Regions from separate parts of the Mus musculus genome. Here region 1 is linked to region 2. The links are chromatin contacts, called in public Hi-C maps. All regions are on one chromosome and are shown on one strand. Each heading gives the region's core, a stretch centred on a gene start, on an enhancer-like site or on the middle of the called end of the contact. The rest is flanking DNA. Distances are from core to core; before and after follow the strand shown. Region 1 overlaps Gpr137c (G protein-coupled receptor 137C). Region 2 overlaps Txndc16 (thioredoxin domain containing 16).

Region 1 (3,970 bases), core at 256-2,755, 83 kb before region 2:
TGTATTTAAAACTTTGTAATTATCTTATCCTTCAAAGATTTACTAGTTTTAATATCTACAATTGACTCTTGTCTGAGTGAGTTACAGTACAGCATTGTCTTTGTAAATCTCATAATACCATCCCAGGAAAAAGTGCACAGACTTTAATATGTGTGCATTTGAATGAAAGGTTTTCTACCCCACCTTATATTCTTTTAGTTCCTGCCTTCAATTTTATGATCCATCTGAAATATATAAAAATTCTCAATAAGAGGTTCAATTTTGTATATCTTCAGACATATTTGTACTTCATTTGGAAAGGTACTTTATGATCATGTAACAAATTTCACCACACTTTTTATTGTCTGGTTAAGTGCCTCAGGGAAAGAGAGTACTCATGTCATTACATTACTAATCATATTCCATGAAATTTATTTCCGTATTTACTTGCTTCTTGAGAAAACTCACAATTTACTTAGATCTATAGCCTCACTTTATAGCACAATGCTTGCTTTATAGCAGGAGTTCAGAAAATATTCTTTTTAAATGATCAATGTATTCAAGTCAAAGCAAGTACTTTGGTGTTATGGTGTAGTATGGGGAAGTTTGGAAAGATGGAAGAATTTGAGGCTGGAAGGGCAGGTCATCTACACAGAGATCTTATATAGAGTGCTAGAGGAGTACTGTTTAGCCTGTTACAAACTGTAATGATTCTATTTGGGTGATTCTTCTGTGACTATTGAAAATGGAGTGAAATGAGGTAAATTTGTTTCATTAAATACCATTGATATTACTGAATCTACAAAATCATTTTCTCAGGTTAAAAAATTTAACTTTAAAAATCACATTTATTTGTGTGTATGAGCATGTTGGTATACATGTGCCATGACATGTGCATAGAAGTGAGAGGACAACTTGTGGGAGTTGAGTCTCTCCTTCCACCACATGGGTTCTGGGAATTGAACTCAGGTGGCTAGGCTTGGGGTCATCTTACCATAACTGTTAATAGTTTGTTGTTATTTGTTGTTGGCTTTCTTAACAAAGTTCTGTGTAGCCCTGGCTGTCTTGGAACTCACTCTGTAAATGGGGTTGTCCTCAAACTCAAGATGTCAGCCTGCGTCTGCCTCCCGAGAGCTAGGATTAAAAGTATGTGCCACCACTGCCTGGTTCGTTACTCACTTTTCAATTTAAAGAACTATTAGAATGAAGGACCAACTAATAAACGAAATAAATCAGACCATGGGCTTCACTTTTATTTTTAAAATTTATCACATCTAAATAGATACAAAGATGTCGAGTTTTAGAATGTATGAAGGAAAGTATAGATACCTGCAGAGCTGACAACTGAAACTCAAGTAGCAGATGCATGAGGAACAAAGATGAGACTATCTGTGGTATCTTCATATTTAACAGGATTTAAAAAGCATAAGGATGACAAACAAGAGTGCTAAGGCAAGGAAGAGGAACAGGATTAGATCAGTCACAGAGACCGGCAGGATGATTTAGAGTTAAAGGGAAGTATAGCCCTTGTGCAATTTCATGAAAAGTAAAAAATGATGAACAAAGTAGCATTTGGTTGGGTGACTGGTATGTCACTAATACCTTGCAAAAAGGGTTCCTCTGCATCATACCCTAGTGCGTGGGCAGGTGATTCTGGTCCCTCACAGTGTTGCCTTATGGATTGGAGCCCAGAGACCTGACATAAAGCCCTGCCTGGGTAGCTGTTTTTAAAAGACTAGAGTAATTAATGGCCCTTTTCTCTGACCTATGAGTCTTACGTTTCTTTTGGCATAGTATAAAAATGTTGACAGGTACTCTGTTATATTTCAAGCAGGGTAAAAAAAAGGCCCTTCATGTTTCTGATCTAAAATCTTTTTGTAGAAATGAACTAAAAAGAAAGGGTGAGGTAGAAAGTGGAGAAGAGAGGAAGGAAAGCCGGACTACTCCAGCAGAACAATTCAGCTGAAGAAATACACACAAGAAGGAAGATACACTTAAGAGGTCTATATAGAACATTGAAAATAATTTATAAATTATCACTTCATTAAAAACATTTGAGGGCTAGGGAGATGGCTCTGTGGTTAAAGTTACCTGTCATGGGGACTGCATAATACAAGAAAGAACAGATTCCTGTAGGTTGTTCTCTGATCGTCATATATAACATATCCCCCTCCCCCATGTACTTATATACACATGTCTGCTTACAAATAAGCAAAGGTAATAAATGAGAAATTGACACTACGGATTGAGATATTTTGATATAAAGTGGGATTAAAAATTTGGCAAATGGATTCTTTTTTATTTTTCTATAAAAGTCTATTCAATATAAAAGTATAATCTGGAGAAGAATGTTTGATTTAAGTGCTTGGAACATGAATAATATAAATAGAAGTATTTAAAAGAATATGTTAAGGTGCACAGATGCAGTAGACAGCAGACATAGCCATCAAGATTTGTTTAAAACTAAAATAATTGAATAGGGAAAAGCAGCTGTTACTATAGAATGTTCAGGTTTAACGAGGCTGTCTTCATGTACTGATTTAGAACTCTAAGCTGTGGAAACTACTCAAGAGAAGAATTTCTTCTGATGACTGACTGCCCTCGTCTGGCAAAGCAAAATGTCAAGAGATGAAAAATAACATGGAACAGAGAAAGAAGGGGTAAGATAACCAGAGGGATGGAGGTGGGAAACAGGTAAATGAATTGAAGAAGTCTAGGAGAAAAGAGAGAAAACACTGGTTAGAAAGAACAGCTCCATTTTAAAGAACCATTTCAAGGTAAGGCTGTGTTAATAGATAGTTTAAACAGAAATGGAAACATCTGGGAAAACACTGAATTGAGGTGCTTGGTGGCTAACAAACATGGGCTTTGACAATGGTCCTCTTTCATTAACTGAAGGGGTTTGCATCCCCATAGGAAGAACAACAATATCAACCAACCAGCACCCCCGAGCTCCCAGGGACTAAGCCACCAACCAAAGAGTAGACATGGAATGACCCAGAGCTCCAGATGCAAGGATGGCCTTGCCAGACATCAATGGAAGGAGAGAGGCCCTTGGTCCTGTGAAGGCTCAATGCCCCAGTGTAGGGGAATGCCAGGGTGGGGAGGCAGGAATGGGTGGGTGGGTGAGCACCCTCATAGAAGTGGGGGGGCAATGGGGGATGGGATAGGGGGCTTATGAAGGGGAAACCGGGAAAGGGGATAAAAATTTGAAATGTAAAATTTAAAAGTATCCAATAAAAGAGAAGAAAAAAGAAAAAGAAAATGAAAAAGAAAAAGGTCCTCTAACAAGGGAGACAAGGCAAGACAAAAGTGCTGATTCACCCAAGGAGGTACAGGTTATTATACTCAACAATGACCTAATCAAATGGCATAGACTTCAGAGAGGAGATGAAGGCATAACATCAGTGAAGAGTACTGAGAAGCATAAGATAGACTTACTGTCTCCCTGCTACAAAAGCCACTAAGAGCCATCTGGGAATAGCCACAGTTCAGAACAGGCCATTAAAAAGATCTTATCAAGAGGAGAGTGGGGGCTGGTTTAGAAGGGTAATTCATATTAAGGAATAATGGGTCTAAGAGGGATTTGTGCTAGATAAAACGGATTTAAAAGTCACTTACCACCTGGACTTGCAGAATATATTTCAATGCATCATTTAATCTGTGGTTAAATAATATTTTTATTATAGGAATATTAAAAACAACACTATGGTATTAATATCAATAGACTCCTAATATTTTGCAACTACATCTAACAAGATCTAATCCTGAGTGAAAATACAGTTACTGGAAAAACATATGCTTAACAATTATATACAATTTGTTAAGATAGTTAAGATAATTCATAAAACATACTAACACATGCTTTATGCAGATTATCTGAAGTTTAGGATTGTAAATAGTATGTCAGTTCAGTTCAACAGAAAGAAGGGTGAGAAAGTGAAAGGTAAGCAGGTACGAGGCTGTTTGCTCAAAGTACATATGTCAATAG
Region 2 (3,858 bases), core at 558-3,057:
TGGCTGTTGGTGATTTTTTTTTTATGCTGATATCTGGGTCCTGATGGTGGGTCTTATCTTTGTTGTGTTGATGCTGTGTTCATTGGTTTCTGTGGCCCTCTCTGGTATTTTCAAGTGGGTTGCCTGGTAGGCAGTGCGTCTGAGGTCCTGCTTGTTGTGACTGCTGGGTGTTCCAGATAGAATGTGGTTTTTGATATCGGGAGCTGATGCTTAGGCATGGAAATGGACTTGAAGCCGGGTTGATGGAGTCCACGGAAGGGAGGAGAGCAGAGTGTTCCACCAGTGTATGCTTATTACCCTGGCATTGGTGGTAGAGAGTGAAGAGAGGCCACAACAGGTAATTTGCTTCTGAGACAGGGATTGGACTAGAGGGTTGGGTTTAGAGAAGGATGAGAATAAAGACCTGAAAATTGCCAACCAACTCCCCTGGTCAGCATGGCAGGATGGGTTCCCAAGGAATGTCTGAGGGTATTGTTGCCTTAGACAAAGGGATAGGTGGTCCAGGAGAAGATTTGTGCAGTCCTCTAGAGATGGGGGTAGACAGGAAGGGAAGGCTATCACTTATGTAGGTGACCGTACATGATCAACTACAGATCTTGGGATGAGGCAGGAGCATTGAATTTGAAGCAGAGATAAGAGAGTGAAGGACTGAAGATCTACCTGCTTCTCTGGCCATTGTGGCTGATGGATTGAAAGGGTTTAGTTTGTTTTGGTTTTTTCTTTCTATAGCTATGACAAACAACTATTACCAAAAGCAACTTAGGAACAAGAGGGTTTATTTCTCCTTATAGCTTAGAGTCCTTCATGAGAGGAACTCGGAAAGGAATTTGGAGGCAGGACTGGATTAGAGGCCATGAAGTAATAGTGCTTACTCTCCTTGGCTTTCTCAGCCTGCGTTTGTATAAAACATAGGACTACCTGACTGCCTAGCTAGGTTGATAGCATCCACAGTGGGCTGTGTCTTCCTCCATCAATCACTAATTAAGACAGTACTCCACAGATGTGCCTACAGGCCAGTCTTATAAAAGCATTTTTCTCAAGTATGATTCCCTCTTTTCAGATAATGCCTGCACCTATGTCAAGTTGATAAAAACTAACTGGCACAATAATATCAATAGCGATAGTATTTTGCATCGGTGTTGATCCCTATACAGGTTAAATATTCCATACTTGAAAAACTGAAGAACAGAAATAGTTTGGATGTATTTAATTTGGAAATAAATTATTTAATTTATTATAATATAATATAATATAAAAGTCATATAATGATATAATGAGATACTTTGAGGATGAGGCTAAGATCTAAACATGAAACTTATTTGTGATTCACATATATCCTGTAAACATAGCATCAAGGTAATTGTAGCCAGTATTTTTCTGACTATAGTTTGTACATTAGTCTGTAGAGTTTTCTACTTGTGGTGTTATGTGCACACCGAACAACATTCAGATTGTGGAGGATTTTATACTTAATACTTTTGTTGTATCAGGAATCTTTAGAGGAACAGAACCAGGAGAATAAATATATTAAAGAGGATGTGTTAGATTGGCTTACACAATATGATTGGGTAATCCAACAGTGGCTGTTTCTACACGGAGAGCCCTAGAGCCCAGTTGCTGCCCAGTCCATGAAGCTGGATGCCTTGGCAATTCCAGTGATTCTGGAAGTCTGAAGGATTCCTGCAGAGCCTCCAGTCTTCAGTCTGTATTGGAAGCTTAAAGAAGTTAGGCTCTGATCTCAGCAAAGTAGGAGCAGCAGTAACAGAGCAGATGAACAGGAAGACAACTCAGCAGTGAGACATGGTAGCAGTGAAGCGAACTTCCTTCAGGACTTCCTTTATCTGGCTTTTGTGGTCAGGGGCTCCTTACACTCAGGATGCATGTTTTTACGTCACATAACCTGATTAAGGACATCCTCTGCAGGTGTGCCCAGAGCTTACCTCTAAGTCAGTTCCAGTCAAGTTGACAAAAAGAATAACCACCACAAGTCCACCACCCCTTGTCAACCTGATGTCCAGCCATATCTCCATATGTCCTAATGCTTATGGTTTCCATGTGAAAACAGTATCAAGGTATAATTCTGCCTGTTGTGATGTGACTGTCTCACAATCACCAATATGCTGCTTCCCCTGAGAGTCGGTGAAAAAAATATCCTGAGGAATGCCTAGTCTTTTAGTGTCCCATAGTTTTTATACTATAGATTTACAACACACAATTGATAACATAGATTTACAACACTTAATTACAGATATTACCTCAATAAGTTAACAGTATATGATGAAGTAAAGAAAACACAAATATCTGCTTAATGTGGATGTATAGATGCACAAGCATGTTCTTAACAAAACAAGATGGAAATATTCATAACAGCATTCTTGTTTCTGTAACTGTTGAAAAGGCCTTAGCTGGTATTTGTAACTAACTCGTACAACACTCATTCTGTATTTCTTCCACCTGAGCAAGTACCTCAGCAGGTCTTTGTTCTTTACCTAGGAGGGGGCGGGGGGGGGGGGGAGTGAGCTGCACTTTTATTCTTGAAATGTCTGGGCCATTTCTCATCCTGTCTGGATTGGGCTGTAGTTTCCTATTGATCTTCATCACAGAACACGGTAACACCAAGAGACACCCAGAAGGATCTGCTGTACTCCAGACACACTCTTTCTTGTCCTCATTGTGGAGAAGCAGCCTGATTTTCTCAAGACAGGCTGGATCAATCACTCTTCATAACACAGATATTTCTTTGTTAGTATGCTGACTCAAGGGAATGAGGTGTCCTAGGCAACCATGGGGAAGTCTTAGCTTCTACATCTGTGGAATGTTGGTCATGGCACTTGGCAGAAACAGTTCTCTATCTAGAACCAGAACTTCTAGGGCAGCTGAGCAAAGTCACAGGAACGGGAAACAAAATTTTTCCTGTGGGCTGCTCAAGGTGGTGAGTGGCACCATTCCTATTCCCGCTTGCTTCTGGATGCCTGAATCCTGCTGTAGGAGAAAGGGGCATTGAAACAGAGCAAATGCAACTTTCTGGAGAACTCCACCCAGCCTCCAGGCTAGTGTCACCTAATTGGCTCCATAACTCTGTCTTAAAAGGATATTCTACTGTTCTACCAAGCCTGGTAGATGGGATGCGAGGTGAGACCAGGGAATTCTGTGTGCATTGCTGTACTTCTTTTACTGCAAAATGAATTTCATAGTTCAAGGTACTGTACAGGATATCATGATGGTGGATAAATCCTTTGAGTCATGGATGTAGTATGACAGTGGAAAAGGCCTTCTTTGAGTCTAAAGATGGAATATCAGTATGGTGGATAAGGCCTTGTATGAGGCTTTGGATAACAGTTTGTCAGGAGCATTGCATGTAGGAGGGGCAAATCCATAGCCAAAAGTATCTGGTTAAGAGCACTCAGGAGGCAGAGGCAGGTGGATTTCTGAGTTCGAGGCCAGCCTGGTCTACAAAGTGAGTTCCAGGACAGCCAGGGATATAAAGAGAAACCCTGTCTCAAAAAAACAAACAAACAAAAAAAGTGATATGCTGCTACCAGGTTGCTAGCTGGTCAGCCAGGGGGATGCTGCCATATTTAGGAGGCCGCAGCGTTGGTTTCTACTATTGGCAGGTCTGGTTTTCAGCAGCAGGTGTAGCCAGGCCAGCTTTGGTGACTGGAAGTCCATGTTGTTGATCCCATGTATAACCCCCATCTCTACAACACGGGTCCACTGGGATGGCCAGGGAAAGAGGTTGCCTCTCCACAGACTAGGTCATCCTATCTACCCTCTTCCCCAAATGTCTTTCTCATCAGTTTTCAAGTCTTCAACCACCCAGCCAAATCATTGTCACCAGCCCATGATTTCGCATTTTTC

What was found. A called contact is a pair of places that touch in the nucleus more often than the background predicts.
Region 1: a Hi-C map of bone marrow-derived macrophages shows a contact between it and region 2, with 2.2 times the contacts expected there. The contact joins two enhancer-like sites. A contact is called at or near these places in 2 of 15 datasets of contacts at CTCF or cohesin (large pre-B cells and pro-B cells), 37 of 484 Hi-C or Micro-C datasets (B cells, the BV-2 cell line, the Ba/F3 cell line and 19 more), 2 of 115 datasets of contacts at active chromatin or transcription factors (the HPC-7 cell line and large pre-B cells) and 2 of 9 other capture datasets (adipose tissue and liver).

What each region holds. Positions count from the first base shown.
Region 1 is chr14:45,236,771-45,240,740 of GRCm38.p6, reverse strand. All of the region lies in intron 1 of Gpr137c (G protein-coupled receptor 137C), which reads right to left. Among named protein-coding and RNA genes, the nearest start is that of Gpr137c, 19 kb to the right of the region's middle. Within about 2 kb of position 1,505, at least 4 of the 459 cell types and tissues checked have an H3K27ac peak or open chromatin away from gene starts, as enhancers often do. A contact at or near this core is called in bone marrow-derived macrophages, where this site is marked.
Region 2 is chr14:45,153,695-45,157,552 of GRCm38.p6, reverse strand. All of the region lies in intron 14 of Txndc16 (thioredoxin domain containing 16), which reads left to right. Among named protein-coding and RNA genes, the nearest start is that of Gm34362, 21 kb to the left of the region's middle. Within about 2 kb of position 1,807, at least 89 of the 459 cell types and tissues checked have an H3K27ac peak or open chromatin away from gene starts, as enhancers often do. A contact at or near this core is called in bone marrow-derived macrophages, where this site is marked.